Regions from separate parts of the Mus musculus genome. Here region 1 is linked to region 2. A link is a contact called in public Micro-C data. All regions are on one chromosome and are shown on one strand. Each heading gives the region's core, a stretch centred on a gene start, on an enhancer-like site or on the middle of the called end of the contact. The rest is flanking DNA. Distances are from core to core; before and after follow the strand shown. Region 1 holds the start of Magi1 (membrane associated guanylate kinase, WW and PDZ domain containing 1). Region 2 holds the start of Prickle2 (prickle planar cell polarity protein 2).

Evidence for each region. Hi-C and Micro-C count contacts between places; a contact is called where the count stands out from the background.
Region 1: a Micro-C map of embryonic stem cells shows a contact between it and region 2, with 6 times the contacts expected there. The contact joins the promoter of Magi1 here to the promoter of Prickle2 in region 2. A contact is called at or near these places in 2 of 39 promoter capture datasets (cranial neural crest and hippocampal neurons) and 1 of 484 Hi-C or Micro-C datasets (embryonic stem cells).

Annotation. Positions count from the first base shown.
Region 1 is chr6:94,281,939-94,288,020 of GRCm38.p6, forward strand. It overlaps Magi1 (membrane associated guanylate kinase, WW and PDZ domain containing 1), which reads right to left and starts at 1,979. Exons shown (of 24, transcript NM_001029850.4): 1 at 1,072-1,979. The coding sequence starts at 1,384. Gm31661 (a long non-coding RNA gene) reads left to right here and starts at 1,983. Exons shown (of 5, transcript XR_377886.4): 1 at 1,983-2,991; 2 at 4,984-5,125; 3 at 5,841-6,000.
Region 2 is chr6:92,702,612-92,708,526 of GRCm38.p6, forward strand. It overlaps Prickle2 (prickle planar cell polarity protein 2), which reads right to left and starts at 3,573. Exons shown (of 9, transcript NM_001081146.2): 1 at 3,493-3,573; 2 at 2,735-2,820. The coding sequence starts at 3,534.

The DNA.
Region 1 (6,082 bases), core at 729-3,228, 1.6 Mb after region 2:
GGTGGCTAGCTACAGGATCAGACCATTGCTCAGACCAAACTGCGAGGGAGTACTCTCCCACGGCCATCCTTACCCTACAGAAAGCCATCCTTATCCTACAGACTTCTAGGGGAGGATTTGCTTCCCCACCCCCACCCCAAAACTCAGGTCCCGAAAGTCGTCCCCTCAAGCCCTCCTCCTCCTTGCTCAAGGTTTAACAAAAAAAGACCCATACACTTTTGGTAGTTGTGTGACCTTGGGCAAGTCATTTACCTAAGGTCAGACCCGGCTTACTTATTGTAATATAGGACTTACAAAAACCGAGTCGTTCTTATAGCATTGATGTGAATCAGAATGAGATAATGCAATTAAACCACTTTACAGACAGCCTCTCACATAACACGCTAACAATGAATTGTAACTCTCAACAACCATCATCAATAAGGACGACGGTGCAAGAGGAGGAGGTGGCTGGGTAAACTTGGACTAGATTCGCGCCAAGCGCTAATCACCCCTTCCCCCACCGTAGGTCTCCACAAGGAGGAGACACAGACGTCACCCCGCTGTGGGGTGATTGCGGGCTCTGCAGGAGGCTGGATTAAGGACTCCAGTGGGTTATAACCCAGCCCCACCTGGAGGGGTTGCAGGATGAAGGCAAATTCTGTGATGGAAGAATTCCAATCAACCATAAATAGACCCTCTCCTTCCACGACCCACTCTCCAGTTCAGGGAAACAGGCAGTGGCAAGCCACCAGCTCCGTGAGCTCATCCATCCCGTAAGGGGCTGGGGGAAGCGTCCACCTTAGCCTCCCTCAGTTCCCCATCTGCCTTAAGGTGAAGGCGAGGCTGCGCAGCACTAGGTGGCTACGACCTAGAAGTTGGCAAACCAGACCTGGGAAGCATCTCCCCGCTTCCCGGCGCAACCCCGGCCCCAGCCCGCCACGCAGGTGGGCGCACAGCCCACAACCTCACAACTTTGAGTGCATCTGGTCCGGGCCTCAACTTTGGCTCACAGCACTCGGAGCAAACGGCGCCCCCTCAGGCCTCCCCTCTTTTTCGGGGTGCGCCCCCCAAAGGCACGCCCCGTCTTACCTTGTCTGACGGCTTTGAAGGTGACGGCCTCCTTGCAGCTGTCGATGACTCCCAGCACGTCATAGCGGGGCAAGCCGGACACCCGGACCCCCTGCACCTCCAGCAGCAGCTCACCTTCGGCCAGCTTCGGCCCCTCGCCACCGCCGGGAAGCCCCGCCGCCTCGGCCGCCGCCACCGCCCCCACGTACGGAAACTCCCCATGCTCCGCGCCCCCCAGGACCGTCACCCCCAGCTCGCCCTGGGGTCCCCGCTTCACGGTGCACTCGTGAACGCGGCCAGTCCAGTGGTTCTTCTTCTGGATCACTTTCGACATGATGAGTTACAGCCCCTCCTCGAAAACAAAATTCAAATTAAAGAAAAAAAGAAAAAGAAAAGAAAACTGCTAAAACGAGAGACAGGTGCCCCCACAGCACGAGCCCCCGGAGCGGCGGGCTCACGGGAGAAGCATCTCTCGGAGCGCGGGAGCGAGCTACTCGAGCCTCCTCGCCCGACTCTCTCGCGCTCTCAAGCCATCATAAAACAAACTTTCCGGGCTCCGTGAAGAGCCCTGCACGGGCGCCCGCGAGCTTTGTTTGCATTCCGGTGCCTCCGGGTCCGCGTTCCGGCGCCGACCGCGCTCCCGGGACCAGAGTCCACTCCGGCGCCGCCCGGGCCCGCTCTCCGCTCCGCGGCTCTCTCCACACACGCCGCGCCTGCTCCGCGCCGGCCGGCCGCTCCTCAGCGCGAGGGAAGCCCTTTCCAAGCTAGTTGCCGGGAGCCCTGGAGACGCGACGGCGCGGGGCGGGGGTGAGGGGACGCGAGGGAAGTGGCCGCGGCCCCTTTAAGCAGATACAAAGGCTCGGCTTGTTTTGTTACAGTTCATTCTACTCCGCGCGGCGGAGCGCAGCGGCCGGCTGGAGAGGAGACGCGCGCGCATGCGCCCGGCGGCCGCCCGCGGGCAGGCCCGCCCCACCCCTCCTCCTGGAAGGGAGAGATTCCAACGCGCCTCCCGCGGGGTCCTAGGGCCGACCCTTCATTGACGCCAACTTGCTCCTCTCCCTGCACCCCTAGAATTCCTCCTCTTGCAGTGTGGTCGGCTCAGCCAGAGCCTTTTGGGGGAACACGTGTGCTTGCCCGACTCCAGCTCTCGAACTTTTGGAACACAGAGAATTTGGCTTTGGTGTTTGCAAATCGTTTCAAACAGGTGGGGGCTGGGAGACCAATTCAGCGCGGGGCTCACACTCTTGCTGCCTACCCGGGTCCCTCCTCGTCCTCCGCTAGTGCCTGGCCACGCCATCGCTCACGCGCCTTCCGCCACATTTCCGCGCCTGCTCCCCGCCCAGGGGTTCAAGTCCACATGCGGAGCCTGGCTCTTGTCTCTGTGACCCTGAGGACCCGAATCAACAAGACCCACACACCCTCTGCATCCCTGTCCGCGCCCACCAAACGCACCTACACATACGCTCCCATCGTTAAACTTTGGGGCCAACTTTTTAGGACAAGGAAAAAACTGCCAGCGAGCGAGAAAAGCCAAAGCTAGCGTGGCCTTTTTACCTAAGACTTCTCGCTGGCCTCTCATTGTCCTTCCAGCAAAGGGGGCGGCGGTGGCCAGCCCCCTTTGGCTTCTAGGAGAGCCGAGAAACCTAAGCACTGCTTTGGGGAGTAAAGATCACCGCAGGGTGCGGGTCCTGCACAAGCGTGGGCGAGCCGGCCACCTCGGAATTCGCCGCCCAGAGGCGGGGTCCAGTAATCGGGGCACTGGTGAGGCCGGGACAGAAAGAACAGCCCCCACCGCCAAGAAGCCAGTGCAGTGGTGGCCCTAGCGGTTTTGTTTATTTTTCAGTGGTTTCCAATGAGTTCCTCTTTGGTCACGGACTTGAGAATCTACTAGATAAAAGGAGCTGAGTTGGAGCCACTCAGAGAGATGAGGATGTCACTGAGGTGGGTCGAGAGGATAGGTCTGAAGTTCAGATTCCGCAGGCATCTTAAGTACAACATTAAGTGAAGACCTTCCACTTGCCAAGGCTGGAGGAATACAATCACTCCCACCCCCACCCCCACCCCCTCCTCCACCCCCACCCCCACCCCACCCCACCTCACACACAGAGTTGTTAGAAATAATACATAGGCACTGGAAACTTGCAAAGTAAATAATTTATGGTGGCATATAAAATTTCACAGTCTGATAACTGGGGGGGGGGGGGGTGTCAGAGTCCTTAGTGGTTGGGGTTGTAATCCCCTCTCTAGAACATAAGCATACATTTAAGCTCTTCAAGCCCTGTTTCTAGAGAGCTATTCTAAGTTAATAAGAATGAGGGCCTGGCGTTTTACATCTGTAATCCTGGTACTTGTGAGGCTGAGGCATGGGGACCAAGAATTCAAGGCAAAGTCTAGGAGAGGATGGCCTGGGCTCCCTAAGACTGGCTACACACAAAAAACCGTCTTGCTCCTGATTATTTGAAAAGGTGAAAGGAATTTCATGTCTCTGGTGTTTTGTTGTTGTTTTTTTTTTTTTTGGTTTTGTTTTTGGGGGATTGGTTGGTTGTGTTTTCCCCCAAGTGGTGATAGTGGTGTTGGGGGAGGGGGGCTGCTTTTTGGTTTTGTTGGTTTTGGTTTTACTGAGGTCAAATGAGCAGTCCCTTCAAACCTAACTGCCAAACCCTAACAGAGATCTAGCCATCAGCATCTCTAGGATGTTTTAATTTGCTTTTTGTTGCTATAATAAAACACTAACCAAAACCGACTTAGTCAAAAAGGGTCTATTTGAACTTAGAGCTCAGGAATGCACCTTACTGGTTTGCTTCTCCTGGATTGCTCAGCTGCCTTTCTTCTACATCCTAGGTCCACATGCCCAAGGATGGCACCCACCACAGTGGCCTGGGTCCTCCTGCAACAGCCAGCAATCAAGAGAATGCCCTATAGGCATAGCTACTCCCCAGGTCCGCTACCATGCTCTTTCTCCAGCTGTGTCTAGGTTTTCCTCAGGTTGACAAAAACTTCACTAGCAGAACCCACCACTCTTTGTCAACCATTACTGTTAAACTGTAACCTTCCCTGCCTTTGTACCCAAGATGCCATTATAATATTGATACAGCAATATAAAATAGATTTTCAAAGTCCCATGTCTTCAAATTTTGTAGCATTTTACAAGTTCAAGGGCTCTTTTTTTTTTAAAGATTTATTTATTTATTTATTATATGTAAGTACACTGTAGCTGTCTTCAGACACCCCAGAATAGGGCATCAGATCTCATTAGGGATGGTTGTGAGCCACCATGTGGTTGCTGGGATTTGAACTTTCGACCTTCAGAAGAGCAGTTGGCACTCTTAACTACTGAGCCATCTCTCCAGCCCAGTTCAAGGGCTCTTAATAAATCCAGTCTCTTAACTGTAAAGTGAAATCTCTTCTGTAATGTCAAATCCTTCCAGATGAATAAATCTCACTTTTTTTTTTTACTATTTTGTGTTGGTCCATATTCATATAACTATCCTTCACTTGTGTGATAGATTGAATGCCTATTTTTCTGTCTTTGAGACTAGGTCTGACTCATTCTGCAGCCCAAGAAGACCTCAAACCCTCACTCTTGCTTCCCCTCTTACTGCTGGATCATGTACCACTAAGGATTCCATTAAGTTGTGTTGCTATACAACACTAAAGACCTCAGATTTAGCATCTTGATCCCTATGTATTTTTTGTCACGGTCCCATTGGGAGGGTAAACATATGACATGCTTCTCTGGAGTATGCACTACAGGAAGGCATTTGGATTCCTGGCATACTCCCAGTCACGAGTACCTGACTCCTAATACTTCAGGAGTCCTCATGTATGTGCAAAGGCCTCTCTGCAAAAATGTACATTTTAAAATGTTTGAGACACATTTATAGTCACTGGTAGTCTTGACCTTGTGTTTCTTCTTATCACTTCATTTTCTAGTAAGACCTATTTGCCAATAATTCCCTTACCCACATAGAACTGGTGTCCCTCGCTTCCTGACTTCACTCGTACCCTCAGCTGGAGCATGCCAAGGAATCTACACAGCCAGACTTCCATAATTCCTCCCAGTGCTACTGAAAAGGTAGAGAGGATTGGAATTTAGACCAGTTCCCTTCTTCTATTGTGTTTGGGTGGGGATTGGGTTGGTTTGGTTTTTGAGATAGAATCTCACTATTTAGCTCTGGATAGCCTAAAACGTATTTTATAAATGATGCTGGCCTCAAACGTCTATAATTCCACCAGCCTCTGGCTCGCATATGCTGGGATTAAAGCCATGGAGGGTGGTTTTTTTTGTTTTGTTTTGTTTGCTGTTGATTGTGTTTGGAGATTTTAGTCTAAAGGCTTTGTTTTGAGACAGTCTCAGGTAACCAAGCCTAGCCTTGAACTTTCTATATTGCCAAGGGTTGCATAGAACTCCTGATTGTCCTTGTCTCTGCTTCTACCTGATATACACACATACATACATATGCACAAACATACATACATATAAACAAACATACATATACACATACAGTTTCAATTTTGTTTGTTTTATGTGTAAGAAAGTTTTTGCCTGACTATTTGCCTGTGTGCCACTTGAATGCCTAGTGCCTACAGAGGCCAGTAGAGGGCATCAGAGCCCCTGGAACTGGAGGTACAGACACTGTGACTTACCCTGTGGGTGCTGGGACTCAAACCCTGGCCCTTTGGAAAGCAGGCAGGGCTCTTAGTTGCTTCACCATCTCTTGAGCACAAACACATAGACAGCTAGATTTTTCCAGTGCTGGAATTCAAACATCAGGCATTGTGTGTACTAGGAAAGAGTTCTACCTGCCGTCTATTGCTCCAGCCCATTCTTCAGGTTATGAGTGTGGAATGACCCCAAAGAAAAAAGACTTGAGAGCCGTGAAGACAGCACAGAGGGAACACAAGAAAAAAACTGCGACTTCCTGAGCAGTCAGAGTTGGAATTTCCCAGGTACTGAGTTTGTTGTGTGCCTTCTGGTCCTTCTCAGCCACTCTCACATGGTCTCATTCCCAGGCCCACAGTGGATGCAACT
Region 2 (5,915 bases), core at 2,323-4,822:
GAAGCTCTTAGAGGTTTGTTGTTGTTGTTGTTGTAATGGTTAATCTTCATTGTCAGGTTGCTTGGACTTAGCGTCACCTAGGAAATGTATCTCTAGGTTTGTCTATGAGACTGCCTCCAGAAGTATAACTGAGGAGGAAAGATCCATACTACATATGGAAGACAGCATCCCAAAGGCCAGAGGGCCAGCATTCATCTCTCTCTTGCTTCCTGGCTATGGCTACAATGTGACTAGCTGATTCGAGCTTCTGCCCTCATGTCTCTCCCATCATGACAGACTACTATCGTTGGAATGAATGTTCTAATAAGCCCATATGAAAGACAAACAATCCAGATGTTTTATTCATAAAACAAATGCCTCGATTGGGCAGATCTAGGGCTATTGTAACTTCTTCCCCAGTTATAAAATCCCTCGACTTGCCGTTTCTCCTGGCCACATGGTTCTGGTCTACGGTGGCTTCTTATTCCATCCATCCTCTTCTCTCTCACCACACCTACAACCTCCTCTGGAACCTCCAGTCCCACCTCCCTCCCTCCATTGCCCAGTCACAGGTGCTAGCCTTCTACTGACCAGTTACACTGGGGAGCAGGTCCACATGGCATCACTTGAGTACGTGAGCATCTGCTCACTGGGGACAAGCACACCTTGAGGAACCAGTTTTAGCTACATAAGCAGCATCGGACTGAACCACTGCAGACTACCCTCAAACTACAGTCAAAATAAACTATTCCTTCCTTAAGTTACATTGCTTGCCACAGCAATGAGACTTGGAATCTTGGAAAAGATGTGTGTTCTTCGTGTGTCAGAACAAAAGCAAGCTTCTGATGCCCGACACTCCAGCCCTTCTTTATCCTCGGGCACTGGTGTCTACCAAAGGGCTTAGGACTCCCTAGTAAAAGAAGGTAACAGGACCATTTAAAAGAAGACTACAAAGATTACTAGAACCCCACAAATGATCAGGCAGAAGGTCACCCAAGCTGCTTCCTGTCCAGTGATGGGAGGAAACGCCATGAAAACCCTATTCATGGCACAAAAGGGAAGCCTTTTTGCTGGTGCTAGTGGGGAAATTACTTCCATGTGAAAAATCCCTCAGTTTGATGAAAAGGTCTCTTTTCCTTCATGGGCTGAAAATAAAACCCTTGTTTTCCCATCAAAAAATCAGCTGGGTTAAAATGATGTAAAGTTCTAAGAAGCTATGACCACGACGGTCAAAAGAACCCCGGTAATCAATCCAGCATCCTCAAATAAGTGAGTTATATCTCCTCCTGTGCAGCCCTTGGAAGGAAGCTGGGACCAACAAAATTAGTGCACATTTACTCTGGGCCTGGAAATAATTCTTTCAACACTGCACTTTAACCCAGGTAAGTGTCCTTGTCACTCCTGTATAACAGTAGAGAAATTGGGAACTGTAGACTCTTCGGGACTGAACATTCAGTGGTCACACAGCTATATACCCTCACTGAGCCACTTGCCAACTGGCCTCTGGTCAGAAGGTGATCCACAGGCAAAGAAGACAGGGAGACTGCAAACCACCTACCCTGCTCATCACTTCCATTACATTGCCAGATGGATCAAGAGAAGCCATGAGCTATTCTTTCACACTGAATTTAGCTTACAAAAAGGTTTCAATATCCACGCCCATGTGTAAGCCACTTTCATACCTGAGACACCCGAGGGCCTGCCCAGAGCATATCACCTTGAAGACAGCACTGACTCTATTGACAGACGCTTATATCCAATCACATATTTATAATGTTGCCTGCCTGGACTCTGTCACACTAGTCATTAAATGCTTGAAAGCCCCAAGTCTGTGCTCATTGCCCTGAAACAAAGGCAGAGAGCCTGCCAGGCTCATCTGAGGTGGGAACAAAAGCACTTCATCTCTGAAGAAACCAGCTGGGGGTTTCCTTCCTTATCATGGAATGCCCAGCATGCACCAGTGCTATAGGAAACTAGAGATGTGCAGAGGTGGTGGTGGTTAGGGGTAGGGGGTCACAAATAACTTTTCTCTGTTGTATCCAAAACAGTCTCCTTCAAAGGACCCTGCGAGTGGGAGGAAGGATGCTTTAATCCAAGAATGATGCTGGCCAACTGTCCACTGTACTCACTTTTTCCTTTTCATCAAGATGACAGGGAGGGAACTCACCTTTATATCACCAAGCGGAGTCTGTAAACCCACACCCCAACTTCCCTCAATCACCGCCCTACCAGTCAGATGCAGTGGGAGGGTACCCGGATCCCTCCACTCCCAAACAAAATCATTGCAAGCCAGCTGAGGCTGCCTGAAAATCAACATTCGAGGCACATTAATAAGAAACATCTGGCTACGGGAAGAGGTTGACACAGCACAGGCAGGCAGTGGTGGATTTGTGGTTGGGACCCAGAGTTACAAGGACTGAACTGAAAGCACAATCGGAGAACACCAGTTCGTCTAGGCAATCCTCCACCCACTGCACCACGGAGCCTAGCAACACCGCCATGCTCCGGGTTTGAATTGTTTGGGGCAGAGTTACCTAGAGACTTCCCACTTAAAGCTCTGGCATCAGGAAAATGCATCTCCTGCATCCTCCAGTGTCTGGCCACCACTTCCACCTTCAATATTTGTAGCAGATGTAGCTGGGCTCTTAAAGGAACAGTGTTTGCATTCTTTCCATGTGACTTACAGGATAGACTTAAAAGGGGGAAAGTGTATTTATTTTTCTTCCCTAGTGTTGTGTGTTTAAGACCATCCTACCTCCATTTGTGCAAGGCGAACCCGGGACACTGGTCACCACAGGCGTTACATGGCTGGCCTCTCTCAATCCGACCCAGTCCAGTCAACTTCAAAACAAAAAGACAACACAAGCGTGTCCACCACCAGGGCTCCCCTCAAAGCCCCACTTGTATCCTAGGCAGGAAGGCCTGCCCCTCCCACCCCGCCTCTGTGATTGGACTCAACTGTTTTCTGATGTTGGGGACTTGGGACCAGATTCTCCCACCTGGAGAAGGGCATGTGATTCCAGGTGGGCTGTCTATATAGAGAGCATGGGCACCAAACCACCAAGAAATGGCTTGGCTGGGGCTTTGTCTCCCCCAGACACCTTGGTCACCGGTTTCTAAGAAACAAAAGCAAGACCTTTCCGTTCCCTGGAGTTGCGGGGACCACCTGGTGGCTGTCCTGGACTAAGCCAGGGTTCCCTAGAAGAGGGTAGCTGGGACGCCCAAAAGCCAGTCCCAGGTCCTGTTTCTCAGCTGGGGTTCCCATATTCCTTACGAGAAGAGGAAAAGAAAAAGGTTCACCCGCGGTGCCCTGAACTATGGCATTTAGGGTCCAGGTCCCTGGTGGCACTGTCGCCCGGCCTGGGGTAGGGCCCAGCCCCTCGCGCGCCCGCGGGGCCAGCTTACCTGGGGCCACAGGTGCGCGGCCGCGGGGTGGAGAGGGGCTGGGCCCGGGCGCTGGCTGCCGGCGGTGGGGACCGGGCGGGCGGCTCCGCTCGGGTGGAGGACACTCACCGAGCGGCGGGACAGTCTTTTCCGCGAGCTCCGGCTGAACATGGCCGGGCGCTTCCCGCACGCAGCGCTGTCGGTTGAATGTGTCCGCGCTGCAGCCGCCGGGAGGGCGGGTGGACTGGGCTGGTGCGGTCGTCAGCCGGGCGGTCTCCGCCTAGCTGTCCCGCCTGGTTCGGGAGAGCACGTTTCCCCTCCTCCCTTCCCTCTGCAGCTCGCTCCCCGCCTGCTGGTCCCTCCCCTCTCGGCGAGCTCCCCGCCCTCCCCCAGCCAGTCCCATCCTCTCTGGCACCAGCTGAGGCCACTTTCTCTTTTCTCCTGCTTCCTTGCCCTCTGGGGAGAACTCTTTGGCTGGCCCAGCCCCTAAAAGCTCTTCCGCTCACTCTGGTCCCTGAAGTTAGGAGGCAGGGGACACTTCACAGACATCGGGAGGAGATGCAAAGATGAGAGATTTTCACATTAAATTTAAACATTTAAACTCTTCTTCCACTGTGTATTAATGATCTCTCAAAATTTGTTAAACTTGTGTGCTTATCAATATATGTGTCTAATATAAATGTATGCATATAAATGTATGTATCTATATGCAGACAGACAGACAGACAGACAGACAGACAGACAGACAGACAGATAGATAGATAGATAGATAGATCGATAGATGGGTGTGGGAGTGTCTTACTATGTAGCCCTGGCTGGACTATGTAGAACACACTGGTCTTTAACTCACAAATACTGGCCTGCCTCTGGCTTTTGAGTACTGGGATTAAAGTCATGTACCACCATTACCTGCCCTCTTATCAATCCCTTAAAAATAAATAAATAAATAAATAAATAAAGATGTAACAGAAGACTTTATCTTATAGCATGGTTGAAGGATGAGTCAGGTCATGTGCAGTGGTTGTAACTGGCACAAACTCAGGACTGATGCAAGATTAGAGATGGAAAACAAGGATGTTGTTCTAACAGGCAAGACTATGGTGTCCACTAGTCATTGATACATCCGCTCAAATAGCACTTCCCCTGAACTCTCTCCACCACCCACTAAGCCATCCCTTACACATTCATGACATACAAATCATGTGTTGACATCTGTTCTCAACCAAACCCAAATGACAGAAGGGCCCTGTCTTCTTTGCTTAGGCACATATGTAGGTTTGTATACTCTGGATACTCCTGCAAGTCAAAAGAAGACAATTTGTCATCACTGAGAAGAAGATGGTCATCTTCTGGCTTAGCATTTTATATCTGGGCCATTGAAGTTGAATGAAGAGAAGCCATCTCCACCTGGGATAACCCAGCAAATGGGGGGCGGGGGGCAAGATACCTATCTATCAAAATCAAAGGAATAGCCAGATGCAACTCAGACACCCCCTTCTTCATCAGAACAAGCTGTCCACGTTCACCAATAAGACAACGAAGTTTAGTTTGGTTCTAAGGAGAGGCATGTAAGGCCTTTGCCTCAGGAGCACAATTTACAGAGAATAAATTCAGCAATTAAGACAAATATTTATGTACTGTGATCAAAGAATCAAAATCAATACCAGATATATCTGCTGAATCCTGCCTTATCCTGCCCTGCCTCGCCCACCTCACCATCCTTCCTTCCCTTATAAAAATGCTCTGAGAGCCAGAGGGCTATGGTGAGAGATCAGCTGGTGGCATGCTTCTTCTTCAAGTATGAAGCCTGCGTTTGAGCCTCAGAACCCACATTTCAAAACAGAAAGAAAACAAAAGCTAGGCATGGTGGAAAACACATGTAAACTCAGAGCTGGGGATGTGGAAACAGGAAGATCTTTGGGGCTCACTGTTCTGCTGGTCTAGCCTACTTGGTGAGCTCCAGACCAATGAAAGGCCCCATCTCAAAACAAAACAAAACAAAACCCTAACGACGACTAAGTGGATAACCCCCGAGAGAGCAGAGCACCTGCACACACTTAAACATATACACGCAAAGTGTTCTGAAATTCAGACACTAAATAAGGACTGAGGTAAGTGGTGACCACCCACTATCGTCTTTGGTGGCAGTTGTAGAGAATAAGCCATGGCGTATAGAGTGATGTTGTCTTCTGATCATAACAGAACCACTGCACTCACGAATGCACAGAAGCTGAAGTTGTCTGCACAAGATCAAGCCATCAATATTCCAACCAATGTGCAGAAGGGAGGGCTGCCTGATCTCCTCACCCTTAACTGGGGAGCTACTGACACTCGGTGGCATCCAGGGGGAGAGAGAGAACCAATTTTCTTTAAGGGTATGCCCTCTGGTGGATCTAGCAGGATCCAGTGAGTGCCCCATACCTAAGAATGGTATATGGGGAATACAGAGTAGGAGAAGGTGGGAGCGTGGGGTGATCAGGGTTGAAATAGAGGCATGCACATATTAAATCATAAAACTAATAAGGCAATAGCTTCAGGTTTTTGGGGTTTTG